Linked DNA regions of Drosophila melanogaster: region 2 is linked to region 1. A link is a contact called in public ChIA-PET data. All regions are on one chromosome and are shown on one strand. Each heading gives the region's core, a stretch centred on a gene start, on an enhancer-like site or on the middle of the called end of the contact. The rest is flanking DNA. Distances are from core to core; before and after follow the strand shown. Region 1 holds the start of sals (sarcomere length short). Region 2 holds the start of fabp (fatty acid binding protein).

What was found. ChIA-PET counts read pairs in DNA pulled down with a chosen protein or histone mark.
Region 2: an RNA polymerase II ChIA-PET map of the Kc167 cell line shows a contact between it and region 1, with 4 times the contacts expected there. The contact joins the promoter of fabp here to the promoter of sals in region 1. A contact is called at or near these places in 1 of 1 datasets of contacts at CTCF or cohesin (the Kc167 cell line), 45 of 107 Hi-C or Micro-C datasets (the D17-c3 cell line, the Kc167 cell line, the ML-DmBG3-c2 cell line and 14 more) and 3 of 6 datasets of contacts at active chromatin or transcription factors (all in the Kc167 cell line).

The regions. Positions count from the first base shown.
Region 1 is chr3R:11,449,107-11,454,615 of dm6, reverse strand. It overlaps sals (sarcomere length short), which reads left to right and starts at 2,825. Exons shown (of 8, transcript NM_001300359.1): 1 at 2,825-2,984. The coding sequence starts at 2,945. The region is part of intron 1 of CG17230; the gene reads right to left. PGRP-LB (Peptidoglycan recognition protein LB) reads left to right here. Exons shown (of 3, transcript NM_001260123.1): 2 at 796-1,164; 3 at 1,317-1,767. The coding sequence ends at 1,609.
Region 2 is chr3R:11,563,797-11,569,305 of dm6, reverse strand. It overlaps fabp (fatty acid binding protein), which reads left to right and starts at 2,252. Exons shown (of 4, transcript NM_001032008.2): 1 at 2,252-2,388; 2 at 4,595-4,866. The coding sequence starts at 2,319. It overlaps sea (scheggia), which reads left to right and starts at 2,252. Exons shown (of 4, transcript NM_001032005.2): 1 at 2,252-2,388; 2 at 4,595-4,866. It overlaps Mrp4 (Multidrug resistance protein 4), which reads right to left and starts at 56. Exons shown (of 8, transcript NM_141829.3): 1 at 1-56.

The sequences.
Region 1 (5,509 bases), core at 1,576-4,075:
AACTATTTTGACAGCCAATGTATATATTTATTGGTTTTTGTTCCACTTAAAACGGATATGCCCAACTTTTACCAGGGAATGTCAAGCAAATATACATATCAAATAAAAATCACCTATCACAACAGCAATTTAGCATATTTGGTTCGCGCTCAGCGTCATCTGATGACGATCGCTATTGGCAATCGGAGCCGATCCGATCGGCGACTTGTTTTTCAGCCCATAACGGGGGTTTTCAGCGGCGTTGGGGAGTTTGTGGAGCCGGCCGAGCGTCAGTTGAAAATCGTGGGTCGTCGGAACCGCAGCCACCGCCGCCGCTGAAATCCGCAGACAGCTGCGCTCCGTGGGGAAACCGAATCCGCATCCCAGTTCGACTATCATTTATCAATGGAATGTGAGCGATGTACACGGTAGCAGAGCCGCAGACCACACGACTTCCCGCCCCTCCGCAGTACACACGCCCCCCCTTTTGCAATTAGGGCCAACAAATGCTGACTGTCTTGGAAGTGGCAAGAGTTTTTGGGGGCCAGATATAAAGTATGGCAAAAGTTAAAATTGAACTTGTTTGCGCCACGCTAAGGAATTCACGAAAATAAATGTAAACAAACAGCTCGCACGCAAAATACAATTTAAAAACCAAATTTTCCATGTGGGATGTACCCGAGCACACTCCTCAAAATTACAGTGAATCGACCGAGTGACTGTGTGTTTTTGCCAAATAAATTATAGTTTTTGTGTAACAAACAACCATGGAGTGAGAACCCAACTAATCCAAGATGACTGCATCTTTGTTTTCAGGCTATAGTCAGCACATGCAGCAGGCGAATCTGGGCGACGGTGTGGCCACCGCCCGCCTGCTGTCCCGATCCGACTGGGGTGCCCGGCTGCCCAAGTCCGTGGAGCACTTCCAGGGTCCCGCGCCCTACGTCATCATCCATCACTCGTACATGCCGGCCGTGTGCTACTCCACTCCGGACTGCATGAAGAGCATGCGGGACATGCAGGACTTCCATCAGCTGGAGCGCGGATGGAACGATATTGGTTATAGCTTTGGCATCGGCGGCGATGGCATGATTTACACCGGCAGGGGATTCAATGTCATCGGAGCTCATGCACCCAAGTACAATGACAAGAGCGTGGGCATTGTGCTGATCGGAGATTGGAGAAGTAAGTTAACTCCTAACTTTAAGAGGATAGATTTCTTTTTAATACCGTTTAAAGAGTCATGGAAACTCATTAGGTTGTTAATGAGCCTTCTTCCTTCTCTTCATTTTCTTCTTAAACTCCGTACTAATTACTTTTCCTTATTTTCCCTTTAGCCGAACTGCCGCCCAAGCAGATGCTGGATGCGGCCAAGAACCTGATCGCCTTTGGCGTTTTCAAGGGCTACATTGACCCTGCCTACAAGCTGCTGGGCCACCGACAGGTGCGGGATACCGAGTGTCCTGGCGGCCGCCTGTTCGCCGAGATCTCCAGCTGGCCGCACTTTACCCACATAAACGACACCGAAGGCGTCAGCAGCACCACGGCGCCCGTCGTGCCCCACGTCCATCCACAGGCGGCAGCACCACAAAAGCCGCACCAATCCCCGCCAGCTGCGCCCAAGGTCTAGGCTGGATTGGAGGGCCCTCATCGTCCTCGCAAAGCTTACGAGTTTAAGAGAAGCCACAACGAGCTCGGCTCCACGCACAACGCCAAGGAGTTCATTCAGTATTCATTAGATGTCTCTTCTAACATTTCACAAATAAAGCAATTTCTAGATGATAACACTTAAACATAACCCCCGCTGTTGCTCTTTGTGTCCGCACAATCGACCCACCGCCCCATCGCCCCCCGCCCGCGTTCGCACTTGTCAAATCAAATAGCAATTAATTTGTGTCAAATTCGATTTCGATGGCAGAAGTTTTTGGACGACACGCGGCGCTGAAAATGTCGGCGACCCCGGCGCATCGAAAGGTTTTTCCAGCCATTTGACATTGGCTCGCCATGCGAGGTGATGCGTAGTGGTTTTGGGGTCCAAAAGTACCCGCCAATCCTCACATGCGGACGAAACCATTCTGGGAGCATTTTGGGACTGATGAATTAATAAGACCCCGGGGGAAGTCGCATCATATTGGCATTCCAACCCACAGCGCAATTGCCTTTAAGCCTATTTTTAAAGCCCCCCAATACATATGCGCTGTATTTTGCCAAATGAATAAATATATAATTAATATTGCCGAAATGCTGTTAGATAGACGGACGGACGGACAGCAAAAAAAAAAAAAAGAATAGCAATGGCCCGTTTAAGCGGAAATTTCTCGGCTATTTTGTGTGCGCGGGAATGTTTGCCGTTCAATTTGGCATACTTTTCGGCTGATGCTGACAAGGCAAAACAATTAGTGGCGTGCTTTCGCGCAGATGTGTATAAAAAAACGAAATATTTGAAAACATGCCATTGATAACCTACATTGCACGTTAAATAAATATTTGCGGCAGTGGCATAGACTTTAATCATTTGTTTTCGCTCTGTTGCAGCTATTGGATTGATTTCGGCGGCAGCAAGTAACTCAGTAACTCTTTTTATCGAAAACGATTCGAAAATGCTATCAAAATTAAATTAGTTCAATCGAACACTCCTGTGGAAACTCGATATGCAAATGGCATACATTATGTTACGTTGATAAGGTGATAAGAGGCTTACTCACTGATTCAGCTTATATTACCAGTTCATTAGTATCATCACCAATCAATTAGTCTAGCAATAGTTCAATCGATAAAGGGGTCCCCAGCATACAGATACGCACTGATCAAACGATCGATCGATCGATTGCACCGCTCCACCGAAATGTGGAGCACACGCGAGTGAAACGGGGAAGCAACCACTTGGTAGACAATGTAAATATTGAAAGCGATTCGGAGAGAACGAACGCATTGGGACAGAACTGACCATCGAACAGAAGCACTAATGGGTTTGGACTTTCTAGACGAGTGGTTTCTATCACAGGGTAAGACGCACCAACCACCCATCCACCAAACCACCCACTCCCCCTGAAATTAGCTGCGACGCCCACGCCGCCCGAGAAACTTGCGTAATTGTGGTCCATTGAATGCGAGGCGCCTGATAAGAGGCCCCTAATGATGAGCGGATATCGAGGGGGTTGTATCCTTGGGGCACACGGGCCACATAGCCAATAGCCGGCTATTAATAATTCCATTGAACTGCACCTGCCATAAGGTCAATTGGATCCGCCGCGGATCCGCCCCATATCCCCCCAAACCCCCACAGACCGTGCCCACATATCAAAAAAGATGCTAAAAATATGCCTCTGTCGGTCAACAAAATTTTCATTTCACTTCATTTTGTGCTCACCGAAATACGACGAAGAGATAATGAGCGAAATCCCACGAGAGAGGAATTCGTAGAGCGAGCGGGAAAATTTTCAAATTTTTCACCCATCGCCGTGGCGTTGGAAAATGTATGAATTTAGTTTTTGAAACGCCGTCATAGGCGCTGCTGTTGCCTTCGCTGCTGAAAATTCACTACCAGAGTTCGTGGCTGTGTGTGTGCGGGTGTGTGTGTGCCTGCGGTTGTGGTGATGTGCGGGTGTCTGACCCAACCAGCACACACGTACAATTCAAAGAGATATACAACATATATATATATATATGAATATATATCTGTGCAATATATAGTACAACGACGCGAACGTGCTACGAAAACTGCAGCGAGCGCGAATGAACCAATTAATACACATAATAAAAATCTGAAAAATCCGTGAAATATCCAAAAATATAGCATATAGCCACAGACACAGATTCGTGTACATTTGGGCGGCAATATGCGCAGCTCTTGTCACTGGCCAATCGATCTAATAAATCTCTCTGGAGGGGCGTTATGAATGGCCAGTTCCCAAAATATCCCGTCCGATATATTTGTTTTTTTTTTAAGCACTTTTGTTGACAGGCAATCTTAGGATGAAATATGGCCGGGAATTAGCTGTTAGTTGCCATTCTGAGCACAGATCCGCGAAACTTTTGCGTCAAATTAGCCAGTCTCATTAACAATTTTAATTGAAATTGCATTTTTGTTTCGTCCTCGCCTTAACTATCTTCTGGAATCCTCTGCAATGTTCGAAATACAGTCGTACTTCGATATAACTTCCCTTGCTTCGTGTGCTGTCAAATGGTCAATGGATCTAATTTACGAATCTGATTCAATTGCCAACCATTAATTAGTAATCGATAAGCATCGCTTAAGCTGGGAGTGGAAACAGCTTAGAATGCATTCAAAGCAAATTGGAACTGACAGATAGGCAACCAAATAGACGTCGGAAAAGATACTTTCGTCGGTTATTCTTGCAATGGAAGTTTGACTGTATTTCTAAGTATAATTTTTATTTGCATGTCATGTTTAATTAACGCCTCCATGCAGGAAAGACCGAGAAAGTGTTCGTCGCTCCGGCCAAAAAAAAATTTGCAATCGCCCCAAAACGAGTGGAATGGAAATGAATATGGTGAATGTGGGGGAGGGATGGGCTTCGACGAAGGGGGTTGGATGGTTTTGGACCAGGCCATGGAATGGCAATGGAATGAAACGAATTCGGATTTCATTCTGACCCCCGAGAGCGCCCCTTCTATCACAAATTTTTGGCCTTTTTTTTCCGTCCGTACAACCAGTTTTGTGTACGTTTTTCTGTCTACTTTGTGAAACGAGCCAGTTGAATAAAAACAAAACAAAGTGAATGGAAAAAAAGGCGAAAGACGAAAGCGCCAGAGATATGTATGTTTCCTTTTATTCTTTCGATTTGGTTCCGTTTTGTCTCTCCCAATTGGGTGCTTCTCTTCACCGCCAGTGTCTTTCACTTTTTTCCACTTTTTCCACTCTCAGCGGCGGGCACAAAGAACCTAAAATTAAATATTTTCGCCTTTTACATATCGCAGCCAGTGGCAGAGCAAATCGTTTCTGTTATTGTTTTTGTTGCTCTATTCCCATACACCGACGCTGTTGTTGCTGTTGTTCTTTTTGTTTGTGCTGTTTATTGGAGTGCATATGTACGGACGGACGGACGGACACACACACATACGCAGGCGTTTAGCTGGACATTCACATTCACAGCACAGTGGCGGCCAACATAATAGTGGTCACAGAAAGTTGCAGTTGCAAGCGAGAGGAATGTTTCGCTATCCTTTTGCCCAATTAGAGCAGGAAAAGTTGCAAATTGTTGTTTACAATCTGCCCAGGAATGAGGTCATTAAAAATACATAGAAAAACGGCAGAGGAAAATCGCGAGCCAAAGAAAACTCAGCAAGAGCGAATAGTTTCCATCTTCTGCACTTTACTTTATCAGCATTAAGTCAAGCTATAACTTTTCTCGACCATGAGTAATTGATTTAAAATTCATTTTATATGTAAACATTTTTCGTTCTATCGTAATTGGTTTTCGTATGAAAGAAATATTGGAAATCACCAGCAAATGGCACAATATGTTTGTTGAATAGTTCGGCATATAATACTTTTCTGAAAAGTAAA
Region 2 (5,509 bases), core at 1,003-3,502, 120 kb before region 1:
CGTATCGAAGTACACATGGCACTGCGCGCTACTCTACCCACGACTATCTGCTCGCTCCGAAGGTCCGACTCGTTCTGACCCGATCCGCTCTCGGGCTCCACCTTAAATACATGTCACTCTCTGGGTAGGTGTTGTGCCAGGTTAAGATCAGCGCTCTTTGTGGGTGCTCTCCAATGCTCTTGGTGGGCTCTCCATTACACTAGACTCTTTGCCACTCTCTTTATATCGCTCTTTCATAGCACTATTCTCGATCTCTTTTGTTTGTGGGTTATTTGTTTAGTCTTTAGTGAGACTAGTGATAAGCAGGTTAACTTATATTTTCCTCGTTTTGCGCGACACTTTGCAGTAGTAACCAACGTGTAACAATGATACGACACTTTTATGGTGCTGGCAAACATTATTCTAACATGTCCGATAAAGCTGTTGACTCTTTGGACTTTGTAGTTATAAAGTTAGGATCAGATAATAGATGTTGTATCTAAAGTTTTACAAACGCAACAGCTGTTGCACGGTCTCATTATTTGTCCATTCCATTACAAATCCAAATTTTATTATTAACTACTTTACCGCACTAGTTGAGCGCAGCTGTTAGTTGAGGTTTTTTGAAAAGTTGATATTACGATTTTGTGCTGCATACTTTCGGGCTTTAAAGTTTCCGAATGACTAAATGCATGTTTCTTCAACGCAGTCCAGGAATGGCTGCATGCAGTCGAAAAATGGACTGCCAAATGGAATGTGGCCATTAACTCCTCGAAGTCAGCCTGTGTAACTTTTACCCTGCGGCCCGGAACTTGCACAGATCTGACTTTTGATGGAAACAATGTCACATCGCACTGCTACCTAGGAGTTCATCTAAATCGGGGACTGACCTGGAGGGCCCACATCTCGTCGGTCAAATTCAAGTCACTGGCGAAACTAAAAAAGCTCGACTGGCTCTTCCACTCCAGTAAATAATACACATTAAGAAGTATATATATAAAGATATACTGAGAGTATATCATATTTTGTATTGATCAAGACGTTACTTATTATTGGTATACATAAATAATATATGTAGTACATATTATGTACATAAGTATGTTTCGTGGCAAACCCCCGTAATCTCTTTTATTTATGACGATCAATGCAATAATAAGGATGATCGGTGAGGGGGGTGCGGGATCATGGACTAATTGAATTAATAAGATAACGCTTAGCAACAAACAAGTCGGTATCCATGTAGGTGGGCCCTCCCACGGGATGGGCAGGCTTATGGAGATCGTGGGTAATCTCAATATTGCATTGCCTGACCATGGGTGGAAGGAAGTCCTCGATTAGATTACAATTCACCGGCGACTTATCAAGAGTTATTCATAACAATAATATAAACGAATTGTGTCGAAAATTATTTATACACATTGGTAAAATGTAGAAGCTCGGGAGATTCTTTTAATGGTGCCACTGACCCACAGAAAAAAGTCTACTAATTCGGAATATATGGGGGGCGAACAGTCGAGACTCAGAAACCTGGATAACGGATATCCTTTTAAATAAAATATACGTGTGTATGTATGTTAAAATTTTAAATCTTGATATTATATTAATAATAATTTTGTACTACAAAGTGAGATAGTCTGGGTTTCAAATAAATTCCCCTTCCTTACTTGCACACATTGGGTTTCCCAATGCGTAATCTGAAATTCGGAGAAAAGTTTAAAGTTCGCGCCAAAATAGGCAAGTTTTGACTGTATAATGCGAGATACATTGCAGTTCCATTGTCAGCATGACAATGTGGCGTTCGTTATTAGGCCGGTGCTTTTGAACCAATTAAGGCTGCAGCCAATTGATCGCGCCAAGGTGAAGGTGCTTGGGTGCTGGGAGGAGCAGGAGGAGCTGGTCAGACGTTGGGTGGCAGTAACACGTCCGATCCATTACCAATATGCGGTGTGAGGGGGAGTGGTGGCCCCCATAGAACCGTTAATATTTTTTTTGGAGAGCGCCTAAAAAAGCTGCTTTTTGTAAGAGCGCCAACGGCTTGGCGCCGACATTTCGATACCTTGGCGGCTGTACTTGGCTTTGCATCTGGTAATCCGATGCTCAGCCGATGCCACATCATTAAATTTTTAATTTGTGAGACAAACAAAAAGGAAACGTGCAAAAGCCGTGCCGCAGAACGAGAGCGAATCAAATGAGAGCGAGAGGCCATTAACTTGCATCTGGCAATGCCGTAGCCGCAACGCGAAAGTATATAACAGCCGGCACGCCGCAGAGCTTTTCATTCGCTCAGAAAATTTCAACAGTGAACATCTTGTGCAGAACACAGACCAAATATTCCAAAAATGTCTTTCGTTGGCAAGAAGTACAAGCTGGACAAGTCCGAGAACTTCGATGAGTACATGAAGGAGCTGGGTAAGTTGCCAAAACTAATTCGCAGTGCATCAAAAATAGAAAACCAAAGTGCTCGAGAGAGCGAGAGCGGGAGTGGAGGGAGAGAAAAGAAGCCGAAAACACGCCACCGAAAATCGACCGGCCGGCATTTTTCGCACTAGTGTGCAAAAAGTTTCATTGGCCAAACGAGAGGGAAAAAAGTAAATGTCTTCCGGAAAATGTTATATCAACTGAAGATTATGAATGAATTCGACTGTTAAAATAGTTTAGCTACATGCATAAATTGACACCTCATTGAATCTGCTGATGTGCGTATGTGTGTGTCAGATAAAATCAATAGAGAATAGGACCAGAGAAAGAGATGCACATCTGCAGCAATAAAAACGTGCTCCAGTTATTCACCTCACCCTCTTTCTCAACTTTACAGTTGCGAATCGGAGGACAAGCAGTATAAAATCCGTAAATGGTTATCTGCGGTAGTCATAAACCCAAAAACTAATTAAGTGTGGGGCCTGAACTTTGCTCCCCTTTTTTGAGTCACCTCCGTCAGCTTTCCATGGGACCGAAATCATCATAGTGCCATTAGCTTTTGCGACAGGTTTTATCTATTTGTGTACTAGATTTTGGGAGAAAGTCTCGCAGTGAACTTTGCACTAGACTACAAGCTTTATAGCTGCGATGATCTTTGCCCGGCTGTCAATTTAGACAACAATGAAACACCAGATATAAACTACATATAGGACACATTCGACTCTCTTACCGATCAAAGTGCAATTTCTATTGCAATCGTGATTATACTATATGGTGCCACTAAAACTGATCAATACCATCGCTTCCTGTCTAGACGCGCCATAGGGACTAGTGGCATTTGGTAACCAGAGACGGGCGTCCAGATTTATTTACCAGACCACCAGTTCGTCAGAACTTTTCGCCTACACACTTTGCGGCTTCGGTTTAATGGTAGACTTGGTCCGAAAGCCACGTACTTCTCAATTTTCAAGCCCAAACAAATCTAAAATCAACCTGCCGTTGGGGCCTCGCAGCACTTATCAGTTGTCGTACATATATAAATGCGATAAACTATATGCCTATTTATGTACACACATTTGTAGTATATACAATGTCGCAAAAGGCACGATAATTAGGCGCGATTACGGATTTTGCACTTTGGGCAGCCACCCCTATCATAGACCACGGTTCGCAATTGCAGGCCAGTCTAATCTATTCAAGGTTCTCCTGTCATATACGATGCATATAAATCGATCTCTGGTACAGTTGCTGGGTTCCCATGAGTGGGAACCTGGCGACTTATCGCGCCACGCCAGTTGACACTTGACTTGAGGGCACTGGACAAAAGAACAAGTTGGTGGTGGTCCATACATAATTGAACATAATTGATTGGACCACTTGTTGGTTTGATGTCTGACAATGTACTAGATTGGAAATAATACATGTGCCCTATTTGCTGGCACATTCGTAAGGTACCAGTGATTCACACTTTGTTTTTGATTCAACGTTTCATTTGGCGAAACTTCTTTCAAATAAAAATATAAATGCAAAATTACTCATACAGCTACGTGCATGCATATAGTATTTCAGTAATTACAAGTCCCATAAAATTAAGTGACAAATTTTAGTACTTAAACACGATTGATTGTTCACAATCGTTAAGTTATCATTTAATGATGGAATTGCTTTGCTTATCTTTCGATGGTAATTATCAGCACTTCAAAGGTTTACGATTTGGAACGTCAGCAAAATGGATCTTGACCACTTAAGCCAGTAAAATATATATTTACACTGCTTGAATGGCATTTATATTCACAGTTCTGCCCTCAAACAACATATGTATATATGGAATGCTGCACCGAGATAAGGTGGTGCTTTGCCAGATCTATATTTAAATGCATGGAGGGGCTTGCCAATTGATAAGAGCGGAGATGAGGATGAGGGAGGAGACGACGGCCCGCATTGTTCGTTAACCTTGAGCACGACTTTTGACGTTACAGCGGAACGGAATCTGCAGGGAACTTCATGGCTCGGCTTTATTATTTTTAATTAAATATGATATGATTTGCATTGTGAGCGCTTTGGGGTCCCCAACTTTGTTGGGCTAATTCAATTATGTGCAGTCTGCCCCATCATTCATCTTTCGGTGCGATCTTTGATTTCCTTACATTCTCGTGAGATGGAACTTCATTAATTTCTTTTCCCTTTCCACTTGCAGGCGTCGGTCTGGTGACGCGCAAGATGGGCAACAGCCTGAGCCCCACAGTGGAGGTGACCTTGGAGGGCGATACCTACACCCTGACTACCACCTCCACCTTCAAGACCTCTGCCATCAGCTTCAAGCTGGGCGTTGAGTTCGACGAGGAGACCCTGGACGGTCGCAACGTCAAGAGCATCATCACCCTGGATGGCAACAAGCTGACGCAGGAGCAGAAGGGCGACAAGCCCACCACCATCGTCCGCGAGTTCACCGACAACGAGCTGATCACCGTAAGCGCTTACTATACCTTGCCGTATATCATCACACCCACCTAACTGATCCAATGCCTCCCCCACAGACCCTCACCATCGGCAACGTTAAGTGCGTGCGCGTCTACAAGGCCGTCTAAGAGACTGATCTAAAACTATAATATCCATACGACTACATGCATTAAAACTAACTCAGATAGCCAATATTCTTGTTGACTAACAGTGAACTAAACCAAATCAAATGGAACTGCACGCTCTGCCCAATGTTAATTTATAATCGCACCCGTACACCCGCAGTCGGTGTATGTGGGAATACTCCTCGTACTCGGGGACCAATTTCCGAATGCATTTGAATAAACTATTACTTGAAGTGCTTTTAAAACATTCCGACTTTCTTTTACACTTCGCTTTTAAGCTTGTTGTTGCTTAGGTTAATGACGAAATGTAAGCTTAGACACAGCAATCAAAATTATATTAGTTTTAGTTATAAATTTATATTTTGGCATTTTTCCAACTATTTCCCAAATTTACGGTTTTGTGAGTAAGCAAGTAACGTGTTTTCATCGAAATAATTTTAGTTCCTACCTAAAAAAGAATTTTTAAGTGGCTTGTTTGTGAGGCGAACAATGCCAGATATTTTAGTTTGGCTTGAAAGTTATCGTTA